2 separate regions of the Gossypium hirsutum genome follow, and region 2 is linked to region 1. A link is a contact called in public Hi-C data. All regions are on one chromosome and are shown on one strand. The core of a region is the stretch at or near the end of the contact, and the rest is flanking DNA. Distances in the headings are between cores, read along the strand shown.

Evidence for each region. A called contact is a pair of places that touch in the nucleus more often than the background predicts.
Region 2: a Hi-C map of leaf shows a contact between it and region 1, with 1.9 times the contacts expected there. The contact joins two enhancer-like sites. A contact is called at or near these places in 2 of 34 Hi-C or Micro-C datasets (both in leaf).

Annotation. Positions count from the first base shown.
Region 1 is chrD02:56,093,996-56,099,600 of Gossypium_hirsutum_v2.1, forward strand. It overlaps LOC107909849 (agamous-like MADS-box protein AGL9 homolog), which reads left to right. Exons shown (of 8, transcript NM_001327024.1): 8 at 31-106. The coding sequence ends at 106. Among protein-coding and RNA genes, the nearest start is that of LOC107909849, 6.4 kb to the left of the region's middle. Within about 2 kb of position 3,681, at least 7 of the 9 cell types and tissues checked have an H3K27ac peak or open chromatin away from gene starts, as enhancers often do. A contact at or near this core is called in leaf, where this site is marked.
Region 2 is chrD02:56,358,085-56,364,296 of Gossypium_hirsutum_v2.1, forward strand. It overlaps LOC107909856 (histidine kinase 3), which reads right to left. Exons shown (of 11, transcript XM_016837543.2): 5 at 6,155-6,212; 6 at 6,018-6,069; 7 at 5,657-5,886; 8 at 5,426-5,524; 9 at 4,182-5,293; 10 at 3,615-3,980; 11 at 2,934-3,417. The coding sequence ends at 3,737. Among protein-coding and RNA genes, the nearest start is that of LOC107909856, 6.8 kb to the right of the region's middle. Within about 2 kb of position 2,662, at least 5 of the 9 cell types and tissues checked have an H3K27ac peak or open chromatin away from gene starts, as enhancers often do. A contact at or near this core is called in leaf, where this site is marked.

The sequences.
Region 1 (5,605 bases), core at 2,431-4,930:
TCTTAATCGGTTTGATTTGTTGAACTACAGATATCAGCCCGATACGATATCGGCGGTCACCGGGGGCCCGAGTGTGAATAATTACATGACGGGATGGCTACCATGACTATGATACATAAAGGAAAATAGAAGCAAAAGCATGAAGTGGCAAATGCATGCATGCATGGTGTCCGCATTCCTTCATAAGAACATCATCAGCACATTTTATCATCTGTTTGCATGTTATTTGATGAAACAAAATGTGTGTAATGTGTCATGGATTTAATATTAACTTTCTTGTCTTTAATTCTGTAAGCACTGCGCAGCACTCTTTGAAATAATGTGGTGGTGCTGTTTGCTTGTAAGAGGGATTCCAACTCTGACCATCATCTGCCTTATTTAGTTTTAAATCAACAAAAACAAGCATTTGTTGTTGCCATAACATTAATATCTTTTTATCAAAAGCAACCGATGACCCTCATTTTTTCTTCCAATTTCAAGTCTCTCTCTCCTTAATACAGTCAGACTTTCTGACCTGTACTAAACAGGATAAATCATCCATCTTCACTACACACTTATCCCTTGTGTCAAGTTCAACAATTTTTTACTGGTTCTTGTTCTTGATTTGTAAGTCTTCAAATTTTCATTTCATTTTAACCTCAAGGTCTTTTTTTTCTCTCTCTCGTAATTCACGAGGATATTTGGGTCAAGTAATATCTAACCTTCATTTGTTCCATTCTCAAACGTGGTTTAAGTAGCCTTGTAACTTTTGATTGTTCCAACGAACATGACTATCTCTTGCTATCTCATGGACAGTTTGAGTTAATGTTAAAAGCTGAGGAACATGACTATCTCTTGCTATTTCATGGATAATTTGAATTAATGTTAAAATAGTGTATGTTCCGATCAAAGTTCTTTAAGGTGGAAATTATTAACGTTAAAAGATCATGTTTTTAGGGCCAAATCAGTAGAAAAATGAATCTTGCTTGAAGCTTATGTTTGATGAGCTCCAGATTCCTTGAGATAAAATCTTTGATTGCTTGTACTACTTGTCCTATTTCATGTTCAAACAATAGTCGGAACAAATTAATTTGAAGCAGTCAAAACCTTTAAGTTGTCATGTTTGATTTTTTATTAAATCTCACTAAAGTAACAAATTTGGAGATATTTCGTAGCCAACATTCTAAAATCATCATCATCATTTACTTGTATAACTTAGAGAAGAGATAAAAGAAGTTTGATATGCTTAGAAAGGATATCCTAATCTTTTTTTGCTTACGTTTTGGATTTATTACATAAATTTTCCAGTTCTTTCCCAACTTTTGTTCTAACATAAAATAGAACAAAACTGTTTTAAATAGTTATAAACTAAATTATTTGTTCGACCAAAAGCTTTTTCAAATAAAAATTCTTTCAAACTTCTTTTGAAAAGGTCTTTCAATTCCTAAGTGAAATCTGACATCGTCAAAGGAAATTTGAAGGAACCACTTACCGTTAATATTTCGATCAAAGTAAGTCACCAAATGAAACTTAAACTTCATTTCAAGCTTTCGGAACACCATAGATGGAGAAAGTTGAAAGATAGAAAAGGAGATTCATGGGTCAAAGAGAGAAAAATAAGTTTTTAATCTTTTAAATATTATATTTTTATATTTTAAAAATAATTTTTATTGTAATTTATTAAGACAGAATTTTTGATGCACCGTCGGTGCATAGGTCTCATACACCATCAGTTGACAATAAAATGAAACGTTATCATTTTAAGAAAACAAATATTGAAGGGTTTAAAGATAAATAGAAATAATTTTATTTTTAAGAAAAATAAATACTATTTATAACTGTTAAACATAAATATATACCAAAAAAAATCTGAAACTAAAAATTTAAAATCTCAAATCCATAATCCAAAATAAAAAACCAAACCCTAAAATTTAAAATTCAAAATTCAAACCTAAAATGAAAAATAAAAAATAACTATAATTAATATTTAATTATATTTAATAAAGTTAATAATATTTATTTTCAAGTCCTTCAATGTTTTTTATTTTATAGCAATGATGATGTGCTATTTTATTATTAGTTGATGGTGCATAAGACTTATACATTAATAACTTATCAAATATTAAGCCATTTATTAATTATATTTAATAATAAAATAATGAAATAAAAAACTATATTCTTTTAGGGAAAAATAAATTTTATATTTAAAGAATATTGCTTTTAACATAATAAATAATACTAATTCTATGTCACACGGGAAAAAATACGTAAAATATATATTTATAAAAATTTTATTTTAAAATTAAATGTGGCCTCTGTTAAGATGGTTAAGATAAAAGTTTAAAGTTCATGTGATTGTGACCCAAGTTTAAATTTTATTATAGTATTATTTTACTAAAAAACATGAAATAATAAAAATAGCTTGTACTTTATAAAAGTGAGGGTATTTTAGTAAAATTTCTCAATTAAATTGATACTCGATTGACTCGTAACATTGACTCAACTAAGAGATTCACATAAATCTAGTTTACTAATTAGTTATATTTAACATTAAATATAATACCAATTCAATACAATATTCATATATTTTAATTGTATATTTTTAATTTCGAGAATTTTTAAATTTATATATTTTAAATTTTTATAATTTTATTTTTAGATAATTGTTTAGAATTAGGATCAAATTAATAGAATGTGTAAATATTGAGCTTTAGATTGTTAATTTTTTTAGAATCATGATCAAATCAATAAAATATGTAAATATTAAAGACTAAAATTATTATTATGGTGATAAAAAAAATTGTTATTATACCCTTATTAATTGTCTTTTTTAAAATTGACAGTGACAATTATTTTTTTCTGAAAGAGACTAGTATGCTCAATGCAAAAATTAAGGAGGACTGGAGAGGTTTTTTCCCAAAATAAAAAGAAATATGACACAAAACGAGGATAGACTTGTCCATGGGTTGGGCCACCCAACTTGGCCCGAAGGCTCACCTGAAAAGTGGGAGGGTTTGGGCAAAAATATAGGCATTAAAAATAAGCTTAGACAAAAAAAATAAGGCATGTTTTCTAAACGAGCTAGGCCCGGGCTTGGCACTACTCGAATTTGCAAAAAAAATAAGGCATGTTTACTTTTTTTCATTATTTTGCTATCATTTCGTTATTATATTGCTACTATGTTATTGTTATTGTTTGGATATTGTATAATTCTTGTTTTATTATTAATTTTGCTACTATTTTAGTAGTATTTATTTGTTAAGTTGCACTTACTTAGTATTATTTAATTATATATATTTAATCTTTTTCATTTGTTGAGAAACATTTATTTTAATGATTTTAGTGTATTTGATGTATTATATTTTTAAATTTATTTTTATATAAAAACTTTTAATGCAGTCGAACCGGGTCGGGCCTAAACTTTTTATTTGACCCGGGCTGGCCAATGGACAACAGAATAAGATATATTAAGCCACGTGAGCTTCACGTGATCAATTGCTCTATGAATAAATTGTAGGGTTCTTACCATTCAGCCGCTTTGCTATCGTCAAATCTGCAAAAATTAGGTTAGGAATTAGGCCTTCAATTCAATCATCAAAATGTTCTATTTTCTTTTCTTTTTCCAGTTCCAACAGTGTTTCTTCGGCCTAGTTTTTAGGGTTGGGAGGGGAGAAAGGGGTGAGACAAATAGGGGAGAGCAGTATTTTCGTGGCTCTTAAAATACCGGTGGGTTCTCTACAGGCTGCCCTGCCTTCCAATTAGCCCTGCACACCAGACCCTTTATCCATGGCATCATGGTACGGGGTTTGTGTTTTTTGATTTTTTTGGTTGGTTTTAGTCGTTGGGATGGGATATTTGGTTTTCTTATACCAATTTCCCATCTTTCGACTTCCCCATCAGAGATGCTTTTCACCGCATTCCCGCCTCCAAACGCCATTACATGAATTCCTCGTTTCTTCAATGTCTCCCTTTTCAATGTTTATAACCCAAATGTGGTTTTAATTGGTTATGGGAAACTTTTCATGTTGTTTTTCTTTTAAGTTTTGTTTGGAAAAATCTATATCAAACATGGCCTTGTTGAGTTGAAACTATCTCATACTCTGTGTCAGTCGGATTATCAAGAAAAAGAATACAGTTCCACATTTTGCCTGTAAGAGAGAGCAGAGCTTGTGCTCATTTTTGGACCACCCGCGGTCACCTTTGGAGCTCATAGTTATATAAAGCGGCATTAGGTAATTGCTTTGGATCGGAGGATTGGGTTCCAATCGAGTTCTGTATCACGGCTAAACACGGGGAAATCACCATATGCCTTTCATGCGGTAAGTCACACATTGGCATTATGTATGTTGATGTGTGTGCAAGCATTGTTTTTATAAGGTTTTGTTGGTTCTATAGAAATAACTGTCGAGCTTTGATTAAGTTTGTTCATCAATTTTTATTTTTGAACTCGAACTCGACTCAATAATTAAGTTTATGGTTAATAATATATATTCAGGATAATAATATAATTTAATAATATGAAAAGTTTGACGAGACTCGTTAGGTTTTCAAGTTAAGTATTATTAAGTTGGAATTCAGTTTGTTTGATAACTCAAGTTTGGGCTTGGCTTAATTATTACCAAATCAAATTCGAATTATTTTTGAGTTGAACATGAGTAACTTGTGAACACCGTTATCTCATTTACATCCTTTGTCCTGGCCTTAATTTAGCCCCAAAATGTAATGAACAACAATCTTACCGTTACTTTTTTATCCTACTTCAAACAGGCCTCTATAAAATGACTTTATCAAACTTAAATCGAAGTTACAATCAGAATAAAAATGGCAAAGAGGGTCAAAAGATGAGTTCTAGAAAGGTGCCTTGCTTAGAATTTTAAGTGTAATTTGAGGTAGTAGGGGTCAGCGGTCGGAGTTGGGTTGAAAGGAGTTACTTCTTCCTTTCGGCATACCCGTGAGACTGGTCATCTCATTCTATCTTATGAAATAGTTAAATTTTACTTATAGGTTTGATATATATCCAATAAAAACGGAAAAATCTGCTTGTAATTGAATTTGCTTGATTCATGTGTAAGTGCGGTAGCTTAATACTGCTCAACTATAGAGAATTGAATCAATTTCTGGCTGCAACATTTCCCTTACTTTCTAAGCTAATTTTTTTGGCATAATCACTACTCTAGCCCTCCAACTTTTTCAAAAAAATTATTTAACTCTTTATTTAATTTTTCTCTTTTAAGCATACATTACTTGCCAAATTATCTCAAAATAGATGGAAAAGTTAGGTGACATACAGTGGATTGTCACATTAGTGACATGTGTTTCAATTGTACTAAATTGTAACAAATTAATAATTTTATTATCATTCCTTTTACTTTGTATTCACATATAAGTGTTATTGTGACATTTACTACTAGAAATGTCTAAATCAATGTGAATATTATAATATTACTAAGTCAACAAAATAAATATAATTTTTAAAATAATTATACGTAATATTCATTTTAGGGAATATACCAAAATCTTCAAATATCTAAAAAAAAATTTACAACTTCAGGTGCATCCATCCATAACGAGTTTTAAATAGAATTATCATATTTTATTACTCATAAATAGATCTTTTACAGTCAAA
Region 2 (6,212 bases), core at 1,412-3,911, 260 kb after region 1:
TCAAATGTGCTTCTACAGTAGCAATATCATGAAAAAAAATTTACTTATGATTGAACAAAAGTTTTTAACCACGAAACCTAACCATTCCCTGAAGAGAATGTAACAATATGTAATAAATTTAAAAGGCATAATCTTTGATGTGGATGTAGTAAAATTGAACTATAATAATAGTCATGGGGGATCGTCGTAATAAATTTTCTCACCACCAGAAGTGGAAAAATGAAGAAAGCAAGAAAAGAACAAGAATTTCCAAGAAATTCCTAAGAAGAGAGACAATTTATAATCATTTTTTGGACATTTGAAGATTTTGGCATATTCCCTGAAGTGAATATTGCATACAATTAGTTGGAAATTATATTTATTTTGTTGACTTAGTGACATTATAAACTTCACATTGATTTAGACATTTTCAGTAGTAAATGTCACAATAATACTTATATGTGGATACAAAGTAAAAGAAATGACAGTAAAATTATCAATTTGTCACAATTTATATTGACATTATTAGTACAATTGAAATGCATGTTAAAGTAAATCAGAAGTTTCCTTATACAAATGCATTTACTACTTGGTGTGACCAGTTAAACCATCTTAAATCATATAAGATGCGAAAATTAATTGAGAATTCATATGCACATTCATTAAAGAACCAGAAGATTCTTTAATTTAAAGAATTTTCATTTGTTGCTTGTTCTCAATGAAAATTGCTTATTAAATACTCACTAGCTAAAGGTGAGCTTTAATGTCTTGCATTTCTGAAATAAATATGGGCTCATTCATCCACCATGTGAATGATTTTGATAGATGCATCTACAAAATAATCACATATGTTTTATTAATTTGTAATATGTCATTTGCAAGATTGCTTGTTTAAATAATTAATTTTAGGTTATGCAATTAAGACAAATCATCTTGTTAAAGTTGTTGAGCTTATATTTCAACCTTTTATTGATTGAGTTTGAAAAACTTTTGTAAAAGTTTATTATTTATGTGCATAATGGTTTAGAGAAATTATTGTTTCAACGCCTCTGATGAATGTCTAAACCATTACTTATGAGAACTAAATTTCTTTTTTCAACATGAGATTATATTGATTTATGTGTTGTCCGCATCAAGCCAATAAGTTATAAATGCTCCCCAATTACAATTGGTTTTTGATCAAGAGTTAACTATTTCTCATCTTTGAATTTTTGTATGTGTGTATATGCTATTTTTCTTTCATTAAGTTTTTATCCCACAAGGTTTTTCCTAATAAGGTTTTAATGAGACACATTATCTAGCAATGGACATCCAAGGGGGAGTATTATGAATATCTTATTAAGTGGATGTCCATCAAGATCAAGATAAGTTTTGATGTATTTTAAATTCTAATAGTAATTAGAAGTAGATCTTTATTTTATTTATACTTCTTATGCCTATAAATAGAAACTTAGGAGAAATTTTGTAAATATCCTCATTGATCAATAAAAATATGCTCTCTCTCTCTTTTGCTTCCCTATTTTTTTGTTCTTTACCCTCTGTTTTTTATTTTTATAATAGTATTAGTTTTTTTAAAAGATATTTTTTATATATAATTGGAGATAAATATGAATATGGGATTAGAGTATTTTAAGACAATGAAAAGTTATATAATCTATAGCAATTTAACATCGTGGATAATTAGTTTTGAGCCGTTTTAAGAGATAAATATGGTATTAAGTTACACTGAACACTAGTTAATCTTGATAAAGTAATATAGTTCAAGGGTTAGTAAAACTGTTTCGGAAAAAAAGATTAAGGCCAAAAAAATTCATACTACTTTTCCCAAAATGAAATATATTATTTTGAGGGATAAATATGGTATTGAGTTATATTGACATAAATTATTTTTTTAATTTAGGCAAAAAAAATAGATATTAGAAAAAGTATGATAATTTAAAGGTCAAATCATGATTTAATCTTAAATTTAAATCATTTTATGTAAATTTTGATACATTCGTATATGTCAATTACGTTTCTATTATTTTTTATGTTATATTGTGTTTTGTATAATTTATTACTGTAATTTAATTTAGAAAATAATTTGTTTTGTTCATGTCATATTTTAATTCATAACATATTTTCATATAATTTGCAATTAAATAAAAAAAATTAATTGTTTGTACTGTGTTCTCATTTTTTTACGGTAAAGTAGTATAAATCTATATAATTCTTCGCATGTTAATAATTCAAGTTATGTTATTTTATGTGACAGAATGTTTTTAATTTTTTTATTTTATTTTATCAATTTTACATGATTTTGACAAATGAATTTTTAAAATTATTTAGTTAAAAATAAAATAATTACATGTAGAACATGTATCATACTTAAAAATCCGACTAAGTTTTGCAATGCGCAGTGCGTGCATCTTGTAGTTTTTATTATAAAAGTAGTATTAAGGGAGTGAGTAGATCAGTGGATTTGCGAAGAAGTTGGGGTGTTTTTGGAGGGACTTTCTCACGCCTGAAATCTGGGTGCTCCACGTTTGGTTTGGAGGTTGTTGGGATGCTCAGTGACTTGCAGAGGATTTTGCTCATTGATCTATCATCAGCCGGATTAAACTTCTTGTTCATCGTCCTGTTGTAGACAACCGTAGAGAGGGAAAGGGGTTGCCGCACTTGTAGCTTCATGGCCAATTGGTGTTTATACTTTTAATGGGCCAGACTTGTTTCTGATGAAAGCGGCTATACCCCTGTTATGTTCCTTATTTGAAAAATAGAGAGGGTGATAGATAAATTCAAATGGATGCATTTTGTCACCTATTCTCTTCTACTTCCATGAATTCCTATTTTGCAATATCATAAAATATTCTATAATAAACTTTAGTATATTAATAATTTATAATGATTTGATTTTCAAGCATATTTTTGTGCTGCATTCATAATATTATTAAACTAAACATGTAGAAGAAAGCTTAACAAAAAGGAAAAGGAGTAATCAATCATTATGAATACAAGGTTAATTTACAAGGGTGCAATCTCCCCTTCAGTAGCTGAGAAGCAAGCGATCTTCAATTCTTTCAATTCAATTTGATCACTATGATACGATAAATAATGTTCAGAGAAAACAGCTTTAATTTTGCAGGAGTTTTTATTACTAACACAACGAGGATTGCTGCAATTTTCTATGAACACACTCCAGGAATTGGAATAGGATTTCTTCCCTCCATTTCCATTAGCAAACTGCTTTTTAACCCCAAGTCAATTAGTTCTTACTGCACAGATATCTCAATTTACCAACCCTGCTGAAAAGGACTTGGAATTGGAATGACCAACTTTACAAATCAAAGCAAAAGGATCAACAGGCTTTGCCATCTTAATTGTAAAACTACAAGAAAACTCAATCCCTATATTCAAGCATGATTCTATGTACACTCTGCAACAAAAACAAATGTTTCCCTGCAAAAACATCAACCATCACATACATGTCAACAGATTGGTAAAACAGATAAACATGACGTTTTTAGTTTTTGTAAAAGTTTGAAAAAGTAATTGAATGGTCAAGCATAGGTACATCAAGCAAAACCATGAGGAAAACCTTATGAGTGGAAATACTTGAGAATTCAGAGTTTTTGAGATGAGGGTAAGGAACTCACTGTTGGGAATAATCTGAATTTATTGAGGTATCGCAAAGAATGCCAAAGTACAGGCAGTCCCATTAGTGCCCATGCCAAGTCATGAGCAGATGTTCTTCCAACAGTTTCTGATCTAATAATGCCTAATGGAAAAATCGTGAAACTTCCCGGTATAACTGCTCAGCTTCGAATGGTTTTGACACATATCCATCCATTCCACACCGTAGGCATTCCTCGTGTGTAGCTTGAATAACATCTGCTGTCATGGCCAAAATGGGTACATGCCAGTTTGAAACATTGTTGTAATCATCCACTGAAATTTCTCCAAATTTAATATGATTATTGATATTCTGTTCCACATCCCGAATTCTCCTCGTAGCTTCAAATCTGTAGGGAGACGAAGAAAAAACTATTAGCAATTAAAGATAAGACATCACAGAAGGCATCTTCAATGCTCATTGCACTGACTAGAGAAAATAACTTTGTGACGTATTTTGTTATCTTATTCTTAAGGTTTCAAAACTCAATTTCCAGATCAGAATTGCAAAACAAAGTTCTAGAATCATGACAAGCTGTAGGATTACATACCCATCCATTTCTGGCATTTGGATATCCATGAAACAGGCATCAAAGTGGTGAGGTGGTGTCAGCAGTTCAATAGCCTTTATTCCTCTTGTTGCACTAACCACATCAGCTCCGTATTTTTTCAGTGCACCACCAGCAACTTTCAGGTTGACATTGTTGTCATCGATAATTAGAATTTTTCTCCCAAGAAGAAGATTCCGAAGAGACAAGCTAGGTAACTCTCCATTACAGGGATTCCCTTTGTTCCCAATGCCCATGGCTCGTTGTAGAGATGCTGCTAACATGCTAGCCCTCAAGGGCTTCGAGATGACGGTCAAGCCATAGGCACCAGGAGTAGTATTTCCTCTGGAAAAATTTATAGAATTAGACAAAAGGAATACCTTTGGAGGAGAACCAGGCCCTATTTTCTCCATGAAAAGACCTGAACTCTTTAGATCCCTATCCCAAACTTCTTGTTCAATGAGAACCATGTGGATTGCATTATTTGCCCTGCTTATGCTAGATAAACCTTGTTTCCAATCAGAAACTACTTCAACATGAATTCCCAGCCGTTGGATATGATATTTTGATACCTTGGCACGGACAGGTCTAGGATCCATAACTAATGCTCTCATCCCATGAAACTCCGAGGAAACAGTATTAGACTGGCAATTGATTTGCTGGCTTTTGTACTCCTTTGAGCTAGAGCAGCCACTAGTGAAAACAGCAGTAAAAGTAAAAGTGGAACCAATCTTAGGAATGCTAACAAAACCAATTTCTCCTTTCATTAAACCAACCAAACACTTGCTTATGCTTAGTCCAATGCCCGTGCCACCATGTGTTCGGGAAATAGAAGGGCCCACTTGCATAAAAGGAGTGAAAACACGAGACTGTGCTTCTGGGGGGATTCCTACTCCTGTATCTTCAACCGATACAATAAGATTAATGCTGTCAGAGAAAGGATGCATGGATCCTTCTTGACTGAAAGTTCTAAATCCTTTCCAGCTCTGGCGTCTATCTGCAACAGGAAAACCACTCAAAGTGTTCTTTGATGAAGATTCCGTCTCAACTTCTATAGAATCAATCACCTCCTCCACAAGATGAACTGTAACAAGGATGTGCCCTTTCTCAGTGAACTGCGACAACAAGTAAATTATAAGTTTATTGATACCAAAGCATAGTCCAGATAAAACTACACTAAATTTAAAAAAAAAAAATCTCAAATCGCAACAAGTTTTATATGCATTAAAGGAGAACCAACCACATACTTTTATTGAGTTTCCCATAAGATTGGTGATGATTTGTCTAAATCTCCCAGGATCACCAATTAGCATATCAGGGACTCTATCAGAGATGTAAACAGCCAACTGCACTCATCAACAAATTGATTTCTCGTTAGACTCTTGGAAGAACACCATATGAAGGTTAAACTAGAAACATATGAGTGAGGAGAGGAGGTGGAGGGAATAGGATGAATCGGTAAGATACAAGCATCTCACCTCTACTCCTTTGTCCTGAGACTTCCCAGAAAATAGTGACAACACATCATCCAAGATGGCTCGTAGATCAAACTGCACTTCCTCGAGCTCTAGCTTACCAGATTCAATCTTAGCCTGATCCAAAACTTCATTTATGAGAGCAACCAGTGCCTTCCCACTAGCTTGTGCAGTTCTGACATAATCTAGTTGCGTAACATCTAAATCCGTGTCCATAAGCATATCCAACATTCCTGCAGAAAGAAGCATCTCATTGTCATGGCTACAAAAACTGTATTCTTTACTTTTAATTTAATTCTATAAAAAATAATCATAAAATGCTTGCAATAACTTCAGAGAAAAAACAGTAAGTTTTGAGACTCACCCAGAACACCATTCATTGGAGTTCTGATTTCATGGGAAACAGTAGCAAGAAACTGCAAAAAGGTCACAAAAAAATTAGGACCAAATGTCCATAACAGGTTAATAGGCTTAGAGTATAAACCAAATCATATCATATACCTGAGATTTGGCAACATCAGCTGCCTCAGCCTGTTTTTTGAGCTCCATCATCTTAAGG